Regions from separate parts of the Mus musculus genome. Here regions 1 and 3 are each linked to region 2. The links are chromatin contacts, called in public Hi-C maps. All regions are on one chromosome and are shown on one strand. Each heading gives the region's core, a stretch centred on a gene start, on an enhancer-like site or on the middle of the called end of the contact. The rest is flanking DNA. Distances are from core to core; before and after follow the strand shown. Region 1 has its middle 2.3 kb from the start of Gm40930. Region 2 has its middle 3.6 kb from the start of Gm33958. Region 3 has its middle 61 kb from the start of Gm29676.

Evidence for each region. A called contact is a pair of places that touch in the nucleus more often than the background predicts.
Region 1: a contact with region 2 is called in a Hi-C map of the N1E-115 cell line, with 6 times the contacts expected there. The contact joins two enhancer-like sites. A contact is called at or near these places in 8 of 484 Hi-C or Micro-C datasets (the HPC-7 cell line, the N1E-115 cell line, cerebellum and 4 more), 4 of 115 datasets of contacts at active chromatin or transcription factors (CD8 T cells, the HPC-7 cell line, bone marrow-derived dendritic cells and 1 more) and 1 of 9 other capture datasets (macrophages).
Region 3: a Hi-C map of the N1E-115 cell line shows a contact between it and region 2, with 1.7 times the contacts expected there. The contact joins two enhancer-like sites. A contact is called at or near these places in 7 of 484 Hi-C or Micro-C datasets (ECoMG-derived neutrophils, the N1E-115 cell line, Th1 cells and 4 more) and 1 of 115 datasets of contacts at active chromatin or transcription factors (CD8 T cells).

Annotation. Positions count from the first base shown.
Region 1 is chr13:44,500,482-44,504,134 of GRCm38.p6, reverse strand. No RefSeq gene overlaps it. Among named protein-coding and RNA genes, the nearest start is that of Gm40930, 2.3 kb to the left of the region's middle. Within about 2 kb of position 2,379, at least 27 of the 459 cell types and tissues checked have an H3K27ac peak or open chromatin away from gene starts, as enhancers often do. A contact at or near this core is called in the N1E-115 cell line, where this site is marked.
Region 2 is chr13:44,402,198-44,405,388 of GRCm38.p6, reverse strand. No RefSeq gene overlaps it. Among named protein-coding and RNA genes, the nearest start is that of Gm33958, 3.6 kb to the right of the region's middle. Within about 2 kb of position 1,743, at least 11 of the 459 cell types and tissues checked have an H3K27ac peak or open chromatin away from gene starts, as enhancers often do. A contact at or near this core is called in the N1E-115 cell line, where this site is marked.
Region 3 is chr13:44,319,589-44,322,794 of GRCm38.p6, reverse strand. No RefSeq gene overlaps it. Among named protein-coding and RNA genes, the nearest start is that of Gm29676, 61 kb to the right of the region's middle. Within about 2 kb of position 1,559, at least 27 of the 459 cell types and tissues checked have an H3K27ac peak or open chromatin away from gene starts, as enhancers often do. A contact at or near this core is called in the N1E-115 cell line, where this site is marked.

The DNA of each region.
Region 1 (3,653 bases), core at 1,130-3,629, 98 kb before region 2:
TTGATGGAGACAGCGTCCAACCCATAGACCATTTTAGATAGTGTTCCTAGCTTAACAGAACTGTCATACGATTCATGAAAATGAATGTCTATTTCTGCATTCTTTAGTTTCTTTTTAGTAATGTTTGCTTGTTTTCATTTTATACACCATTTTCCTTTTTGGTTAAGATCTTTTCTAAGTAGTTTACTCTTCTTGATGCAATTGTAAATGGATTTGTTTCTGTAATCAGCCCTGACATCTTGGCCTTCCATGATGGCCAAGTCTCCCTTTTCCAGAGCCTGGATGACACTAATTAGGACAAGAATCCAGGCCACCCAGAGGGTCACGTTTGTCTTAAGTCGGGACTGCTACTCTGAATCTGCCGAAGGGAGGAGTCAGGGCTAGTTTAGAGCACATCTGGGGTTGCTCAAGGACTTTGAGCTTTATAGACTCATTATTTAGTATGTTTTACGGGAGCCTAAGGACAAACAGCTTCCTCCCAAGTACTACAGTCAAATCAATGAGAAATGTCACAGCTGTTGGGAGGTCAGTAGGGTGGGTTGGTTTTTGTCTGTTTTTAAACTTTATGTATTATTATTATTATTATTAATTACTTAGTACTCACAAGTTCAAGAGTTCAAGGGCAACTCTCCATCACTGTAGACCCGTGGTTACCTGAGGCCGCTTGGATGGGGAATGGCCAGCGGTGGGGCCGTGCGAGTGTGATGTCTGCAGGCCATCCTCGTAGGCCATGACTGTGGACGTATGTCAGAAGCCATCCCTGTGACCACGATAGTAGGGATCAGACCCGGTTGATAATCTCGTCTACTGGGGAAGGCATGGAAGGCACGGGAAGCACAGAAGGCTAGGCCCTCACCTTTCTCCAGCACTATGGTTGGTGAGGGGAGGCTGGCAAACCTCAGGACCCGAGTTTCCGTTTTGTGTCCGGCAGCTCTGTAGAGCTGTCTGAGAAGAGAATTGGATACAAAGTCTACAAACACTGCCCTGGAAAAGGCACATTTGTATCTCTTTCTCCAGAAGCTCCCAGAGAGCCAAGCTTGGTGGCTTGCCAAACGGACTTTACTCCTTCTGTGTGATGTAGAGAATACATTGTAGGCTAGCATCCTTCTGTCCTTGTGATCCCGGTGGGGAGGAGAGGGGGCTAGAGGAGAAAGATTGGCCAAGCGCCCATTAGACAATGGGCTAGGAACACAAATAGACTTAGGTAGAGCAGAGGATGAAAAGAAAAACAAACAAACAAACAAACATAAAAACCCCAAAGGTAAACGCTTCTTCCTACTTCCTGTTTCTTCCTGTGTACCGAGTCTGTGTGGGAAGAGAAGCCGGGAGCTGATTACTGTTTGGGGGCCTCTGATTACAAACCCACACGTGGAAAGATTAGGATCAAGGGACTCTGAAGCTACTAAACCTTTCCTCCTGCCTTGCCACCTGCTCCTCTTCCCCTAGCTGGTGGGGTCCAGGGAGTTCTCTTCTTTAATCTTTGTTGACTGCTAATCCCTGTTTCATTAGGGTGGAGGGCTCCCTCTGCAAATTATGGGTTGGGGACAAAATTCCTTAGCATCCTGTCTCTGAGTAGGGACGGTCGGTCCTAAAATGTCACCTACCCAACGATCAGATCTTTCTATATTCCCTCCCACACCTAATTTTTTCTGCCACACAACAGCTGTCACATTTCACGGCCACCCTTGAACTGCTGGGTCTTTGGCTCTGTGTGTGTGTGTGTGTGTGTGAGAAAGAGAGAGAGAGAGAGAGAGAGAGAGAGAGAGAGAGAGAGAGAGAGAGAGAGAGAGAGAGAGAGAGATTGAGTGACATGAGCATCTAGCTCACTTCCAACTAATCCCAGAAACCTCCCCTTCGGAGTATTTTTAGCACTCTGACATCATCTTGCTGACTTCATCCCGATGTGCAGCCAGGCCCCCTAAGGGCATGGCAGGCACTAATACAAGGTTACCATTACCACCCTCCAGGGGTATTCAAAGTGACTGTCTTAAGGGTTTCTGGCCAAGAGTCAACAGACCTCCTCAATTGATACCCAGAGGCAGACAATACAGAGGCCACAGTACCACCCAAACTCTGACAGGAGAGCCCAACTGCTAAGCTCTGATAATAGGCTGAACAGAGGATGTGGCAGCTCCCACTTCCTGACTGGAGCCTCCAGCATTGTTGTGCCAGGCAACAGCTGCTTGGTATCAAGGCAAGGCCAGACTCCAGCTGGGGAGGGGAGTGTGCCTTGGCTTGCCATTTAGATGTATAGGGGCAACTTCTCCTGCTGGAGCAGGCTCATCCAACACTCACAGGCTGTCTCAAGGCGAGCGCAGGTGTTAAGAACGATAGAGCTCAGGAGTGTGAGATGGCCCAGTGGGTAGAAGGCTCTACACACACAGTGGAAGGAGAGAACTGTGCCCTTTGACCTTCACATATGCACCTTGGCATGCCTCCCAAGCCTAAAGATAAATAAAATGAAATTAAAATGTTAGCGTGGGAAGGAAGCAGAGCCTGATTTTAATTTTGCAGGTGAGGCATGGATGTTATTGTGGATAGACTTATTTGGCACGTCTTACCATCTGTCACACACTGCATGTGCTTTCTGGTTCTTTTTGCCAGAACCATGTATGTGTATATATACACACATACATGAATGTAATATTCATGTATATATACACACATACATGAATGTAATAATTCATTGTGGTGCTAGGAATTGCACCTAGTGCCTCTTTTTTCTTTTTTAAAAAAGATTTAATTATTTAAGTACACTGTACCTGCCACACAAGAAGAGGGCATCAGATCCCATTACAGATGGTTGTGAGCCACCACGTGGTTGCTGGGATTTGAACTCAGGACCTCTGGAAGAGCAGTCAGTGCTCTTAACCACTGAGTCATCTCTCTAGCCCTGCACTTAATGCCTTATGCATGACAAGCACGCATTTTACAGCAAACCTGTTTCTCTGATTTCTATACTGGACACTTACGATATCAGTTTCTCTCGTTATTGGTTCTTAATTTTAATGATGCTCTTGTATCTGTCTGCCAAATTTCTCGTTTGTGAAGCTGGGGTTTTCTTTTTTCTTTTTCTTTTCTTTCTTTCTTTCTTTCTTTTTTTTTTTTTTTTTTTTTTTTTTTTTTTTTTTTTTTTTTTTTTTTTTTTTTTTTTGAGGCAGGTTTCTCTGTATAGCCCTGGCTGTCCTGGAACTCACTTTGTAGACCAGGCTGGCCTCAAACTCTAAAATCCGCCTGCCTCTGCCTCCCGAGTGCTGGGATTAAAGGCATGCACCACCACCACGCCTGGCTTGGGGTTTTCAACGGTGCTTTGCTTGCTCAGAATTCGTGTGGCCCTGGGCTCCATCCTCGGCCACCAAAATGAACATGTTTGTATAATGAGTGGTTATCGTGTAAAGTCATACGGCAAGCTCTGCAGTTTCCTACAAACTTCTATCCGTCTGTTTTTGCGTCTTTAGGTGGCTCTCGAGTTATTACCACAGTGAAAATCATGTGCTTGTTTTCTGACTTTATTATTCACATGTATGGTCATCTTCTTGTCAGCATGAACCTTCTTGTCTCATTTGTTTATTTCTGTCAGTAGAGAGTTAGGGGTTACCTTTCCTTCAATGGTTTATAATCGGTAACTCCCTTTATTTATTTGGTTGTTCAAA
Region 2 (3,191 bases), core at 494-2,993:
ACACACATACCCTTGCACTCAAGCACACACATCTGCACACACTCACACACATTCACACATACTCATACACACACTCATATACATACATATTCACATACACAGATATTCAGACATATACACTCACATATGCACTCATAAACACACGTACACACATGCATATACACACAGAAGTGTGTGTGTGAACCCCAGACTTCTGAAGGACTTAAAAACAAAACAAAGAAACCCTGGCAGTCTGGTAAGAAGTTAGGGAAGCCCGGTTTACATTGGGCACATGATTCAAAAAAGATTTTTCATATTTCTGACTCAGGCAGGTTTGGCCAGATAGAGTTCACTTAGTTCTTGTCAGGTTCAGTGAGTCTAGCAATCTCATAAAGCAAGTTGCTGGTCTCTGGGGTTAGAAAGATTGGAAGACACACTTCTGAGGTCATGACAGAAAGGCGTAGAAGCCATTCTTTATGAAAACTGGAATCCTGTTGGCTACCCCTCCCCTATCAGCTGCTCACGTCGTTCTGAGGCAGTTTTCATCTCACCACAGCTGTTGAAAACCTGGCTTTGCAGAGCTATGACATCATGGAAAGGAACGTAGCAGCACCTGAGGACAACGCTGCAAACTAGCGATACCGCACATCCAGGGGGTTGTTGAAAGCTGGAAACCAGTGATGCCGAATGAGCCTTGGGATAGTTGCCGAGCCTGCCGGGGTTCAAGGCAAGATGGATGACGCTGATATCCACGTGTTTTCCTCAAATTTAAAATGTCCTATAGCTCCGCCTTTCAGGTTGGTGGCCAGTCCTCTCTGTGCCTCCCTATACAGTTTTGAAGAATGTTAGGAGAATACTAGAGAAGAGAAAGCCCTGGCTTTCTGGCCAAAGAGAATCCACAAAAGCAAATGTCAAGTCTGCCCACATTTGTCCATTTCCTAAGACAGACGCCCTTTCAGGCTGTGACCTATAGAACCATAGAGTAGGGCTTGAGGAAGGGTGTGAGTTTAGAGCTCTGCTTAGCCACCCCCACATATGCGTTTTAATGTAAGTTAATAGAAACTAAAAGTGAGTTACTCCATGCCCTCTTCCCATTTCTGTGAAGAGCCAGGAAGATGATGGCCTCACAGAACTGAGAACGTTGTGCTTTCCCTGTGTAAACACTACCCGTGACAGCCTTACAGCTGCCACCCATGCTGCCACACTTACTGTATCTGACACTTTAAGGTGTTGGATACAAGCAGAGTTAAGTATTCTGTAGTTTCAATCACCTTGTTAGGCAATTCCCTATTTAATTTTAGCTCTTCAAGTACGCTAACATCTCGGATTGGCGGGGTGGCTCAGTGCGTACAGGCAGTTCCTGTGGAGCCTGGCAGCCTGAGTTAGATGCCCAGATCCATGTAAAGGTGGAAGGAGAGAACTGATCCTACTAAGTTGTCCTCCAACCCAATCTGGGCGACCACACACACACACACACACACACACACACACACACACACACTGAACAACATCTCAAAAACGAAAGTAGTGTCGGTGACTTCCAAGACATTGGGCTTAATAACTGACAAAGGATTTGAGTATTTGTTTTGGATTCTTTTCTTTCTTTTCCTTTCCCCTTTTCCTTTCTTTCCTTCTCTCCTCCTCTTCCTCCTCTTCCGCCGCCTCCTCTTCTTCTCCTTTCTTCAACAAGCTCTCATGTAGCTCAGGCTGACTTCAAACACATTATGTAGCTAAGGATGACCTCTGGAGGGCCGGGGTGACGAGGGCGTAGCATCGCACTCAGCTCGATCTGGATTCTTTAAAGAACGACTATATTACAGGAGAGAATGGCCCCTCGGCCTACATCCACACCTACATTTGCAGAGTGTATCTTTATGGATTTGCTTTTTTCTAGTTTTTATTTACAACCGTGGATCAACACTGCCATTGCCTTCGCATTCGTGTGTGGACACTCACAGAGCTCAGGACAATTTGAGCTACCAGACAAGCATGTTCTCAGCTTAAGCGGAACAAAGTGACACTCTTAATTCTCCTCCCAAAAATGGGAGTTCCTTTTTAATCTATTTAGTGCCATGTCCTTTTATTTTCTCTCTCTCTCTCTCTCTCTCTCTCTCTCTCTCTCTCTGTGTGTGTGTGTGTGTATGTGGTGTGTCCATGTGTGTGTTTCCTGTTTAAAAAATGTTCCAGTCACGGGGCTGATATTGCTGTCATGGGATTCTGGGCACAAGAAGGCTATAGTGTATCTAAAAGAGAGAGTTGGTGTGTTGATGCTTTCTTCAGGCAAAGGCTTCCAAGGTATTAAAGCTGAGAGGTCAACATTGACGATGGGTCACTATCTCTTCATAAAGCTAGCTTTAAACATACAAACTGAGATTTTTGTATCGATTGGCAAAAAGATGTTATAATCAGAGGCTCACAGAAACCCAACCCTGCATTTTCTCTTCAATTGATGACTTGGTAGCTGCTAATTTTATGATGTAGCTGGCTTTACAGCGCAGAGCTACCTCTGAAATCAAGAATCAACCATGCAATGAAGGTGGAGGGGTGGTGGTAGTGGTGGTGGGGCATTCTGGGAAGAGTGCTGTTAGGTTATGTACTGTTATCAACATGCTATGCATTTACACTCGCTACGATGTGGCTGGATGATGGAATATATGGGACCCACCAACATATATGCTTTTCCCACTGAACCAAACGTTCTGTAGCTCGTGGCTGGAACTGAAAGACAGGCTCTTAGAGGGATAGGAGCTTGTGAATCCCTTACTTCTTCCCACCCTAGGCTGGTCTGGTAGCCACGCTGTTTTGGAACTCGAGGGAGTTTATTAGTTGCCAAGGTAATATGTTTGTCTGGTACCCACTTCAAGGGGATGACTGGAGCTTGTTTCTTTTAATGTCCAGAATTCCTCACCATCCTGACTAGAACCATTTACTTCAGGTTGAGGTCTTACAGACAATTTTCTGAATTGTTTCATGGACATTGTTTATTCAATCCATTCTCTAGACAAATAATAAAATGAGACTATAGGATAGATTTATTCACAGGCAGGTCATGTGGGAGACCAGGTTGATCATGAAAGTTCTTTTGTTTAAGCTATAACCATAGAACCTTGATTTTTTTGTTGTTGTTGTTTGTTTTTTGGCAGGCAGGAAGACTTAAACTTAACCTGAACATTCCAGTGCGTGCCACATAGAAATGGTTTCACTGGATCCAG
Region 3 (3,206 bases), core at 310-2,809, 82 kb after region 2:
AAACATTGGTGACAATGGAATTCTAGTTATCGAGTCTAAAATCACTTGAGTTCAAGTCCCAGCAAAAGATGAAGGTCTGGAGCTGTGTCCAGGTCACAGCCACCAGTGCTAAGACCTCAGAGAGGGGAAAATGGACAATCTCTGGCATCTTCAACTTGTGGCATCTTTGTGTCTAATGTGGAGGAGAGGGAAAGAAGAAAAGTAAAAGTCTGCATGTTTTTGAAATATTGGAACTGTGCTCAAGAGGGGACTATTATGAAGAGTTATCAGTTTAGAAGCTGTGGAGCAGAGGACCATGGGGTTCAAAGCTTGTTTGTGACTGGGAACCACAGTATGGGTACTTGCTTTTGCAAAGTACAGTAGGCTGGAGGAGCAACGCTTCTTCTCCCCGACTTCCAAAGGCTTGACCTCTTGAAGCAAAGGGAGAGAATCCTTTGCCTTTCCCCAGACTTTGGTGTTTTCAGATTGTGATGGCCAGTTCTTTATTGACAACTTGATTAGATTTAAGAGTGTCCACAGCATAAGAGAGGCACACCCTTGTTGTTGTCTATGAGGTTATTTCCAAAGATTATTAACTGATCAGGGAAGACCTACCCTGAAGGGCTGGTGCATGCATGTGTGTGTGTGTGTGTGTGTGTGTGTGTGTGTGTGTGCATGCACATGCGTGTGTAAGTATATGTGTATGCCAGACTGAATATAAGATGAAGAAGGAGGAAGCAATTTGAGGACCAGCATTTACGTTTCTCTGCCCCCTGACTGGAGAGGCCATGCCGATCAGTTGTCTCCCACGTTCCCCCTTCCATCCATGGCTCCAGCATTATGAACCAGCTGTATCTTCTAAAACCATAAGTCAAAATAAATCCTTTCTCCCATAGGCTCCTTTTGTTAGCTAAAGTAATGGATGCACTGGCATTCCTTGGGTTGTAGATGCATCTTTCCAATGTCTATCTCCATGGTTCTCTTCCTGGTGTCCTTCTCTCTCTCTCTCTCTGCTTTTTTCCAGTCATATCGGATGTTGGCTCTTCCCTGATCAAATAGAGCCTTATCTTAACCGATTACATGTGCAATGGCTTCCTTTCTAATTGAGTCACATTTGTAGGAACTGGGGCTTAAGACTTCAATGCAGCTTTTGTTTGGGGGTGGGGGGTGGGGGTGCAATTCAGTCCATGACCCATGATGTCACCCGGACCCTCATCCCCCACATGGAGGTCTGTAATCAAGGGCTTCTGGATTCACTCACGTCCCAATCACAGCCAACACATGGCCCATGAGTAAACAGGGCTCCACGGGAGAACCCTGGTGACTCACAGTGCCACTATCAGTCAGCATGAAGGGTAATTAGCAAGGGATTGTCATCTAGAATAAAGCCACCCGGTTCCTCTGTAAAAATGTGTCAGAGGGTATTTAGAACCATCATGGTCAGCCCACTGCTACACACTGCAAATTACACACGTCTTTTTGGTGTGTGTGTATGCGTCTTATTCATAGTTCTTCCTGTGCTCCATTTGCGAGGGCGGTTGCTCACCCACTCTCATTTCAGCACCGGCCTTGCGTGCTTCAAAAGCTCCCGATGTCCCGAACACCCATACATCTTCCTGTCACCCTGGTTAGTCATCTGCTATCACTTTTCTTTCGTTTTGCTCACGTAAGAAGTCATGTTTTTGCTCAGGAGAAAGTGCCATGAGAAAACGTTCGTTCTGATCATTTGGCGACTCATTCCACTCCTTTCTGATGTTTGTAGATGTGAGAGGGAAATCCCTTTTGAGAAGAACCTTAATGAAGGTCCCAGGGGAGGTGGGGTGAAGGAGTGCAGTCAGAAAGTGCTCACACCATCCTGCCGCATTTAGCCATCAACCAGGGAGTACGTATGGCTCCAGCTGCAAATGTAGCAGACGATGGCCTTGTCAGGCATCAAGGGGAGGAGAGGTCCCTGGTCCTATGAAGGCTGGATAGATGCCCCAGTATAGGGGAATGGAGGGCAGGGAGGTGGGAGTGGGTGGGTGAGTGGAGAAACACCCCCATAGAAGCAGAGGGAGGGAGGATGGGAGAGGGGGTTTACAGGAAGGGAGGGGAAACTGGGAAAGGGGATAACATTTGAAATGTAAATTAAAAAAATCCAATAATTTCTTTTCTAGAGAAGGATATCATGGTTCTAATGCCCCCTGGGATCACAGAAGCTGGTCTCCTTCTAAGAGAATGCTTTTTAGTGACATCACTGTCCTCCCCGCTTCTGCTGGCGTTGTTCTGCATAAACCACAACAAGTCAGACATCAGATGAGCATTCGGCTCTATTCCTTTATGAATCCAGGCCTCAGACTGAGTCTGTTATAGCTGAAATGAAGCTGAGTTTATTCAGTTGAGTACCAAGTCCCTCCAAGGAGTGGGAGGGGTAAGTTACATCCCTTTAAAAACTCTTTGTTGGAGTGCTAACTTCTGGCACCTCAGAAGGCGACACTGCTTAAAATGAGGGCATATGGGTGATCCATCCCTAAGTCAGTCTAGTATCCATATAGAAAGAGATTAGGGCATAGACCTGTGTCAAAAGAAGATAACTTGATGATTTGGGGGAAAGATTGTCATATACAAACCAAGGAGAGATTCCAGGGATGCCTTGTCAATTCCTTGATCTTGGACTGGATTCCAAAGCTATGAGGAATATATTTTTTTTAAACATTAAGCCTCGTAGCTTGTGATATTCACTACTGCAATGCTAACTGTTGCATGCAGAGCGAGGAGGGTTGAAAGTAGCCTTTTGAAAGATGCCATACTTCCTGTTTTTAGCTTCTTTTCTCATTGTTGTAAGGAAAAAAAAAACACCTAAAGAACAGCATAAAGGTGGAAAAGATGTGTTATGACTGTTGGTTTCAGAAGTTTTGGTCCCATGTGATTGGGCAGAATATCCTGGTGTCCAGAGCAAGTGGCAAAGGACAGCAGCTTCAATCCGATAAGGCAGGAAGCAGAGAAGGCAACACTATGTTTGACCGTAAAGATGAACCATCATACTTACCCATGCCCCCTCCAAGTCACATCCTCCCCAGTGAGCAAGCACACCAGACCATCCTACCTACCCACCCTTCCTCACCCGCAGTGAGTATGAGTACCAGGCAATCATACCTACCCATGCCCCGCCCAACTCCACCCCCAGTGAGCATGCGCAGTAGGCCATCAACGTTTTAAAAACTCTTGGTCCAGTCCTAGCTTTTACG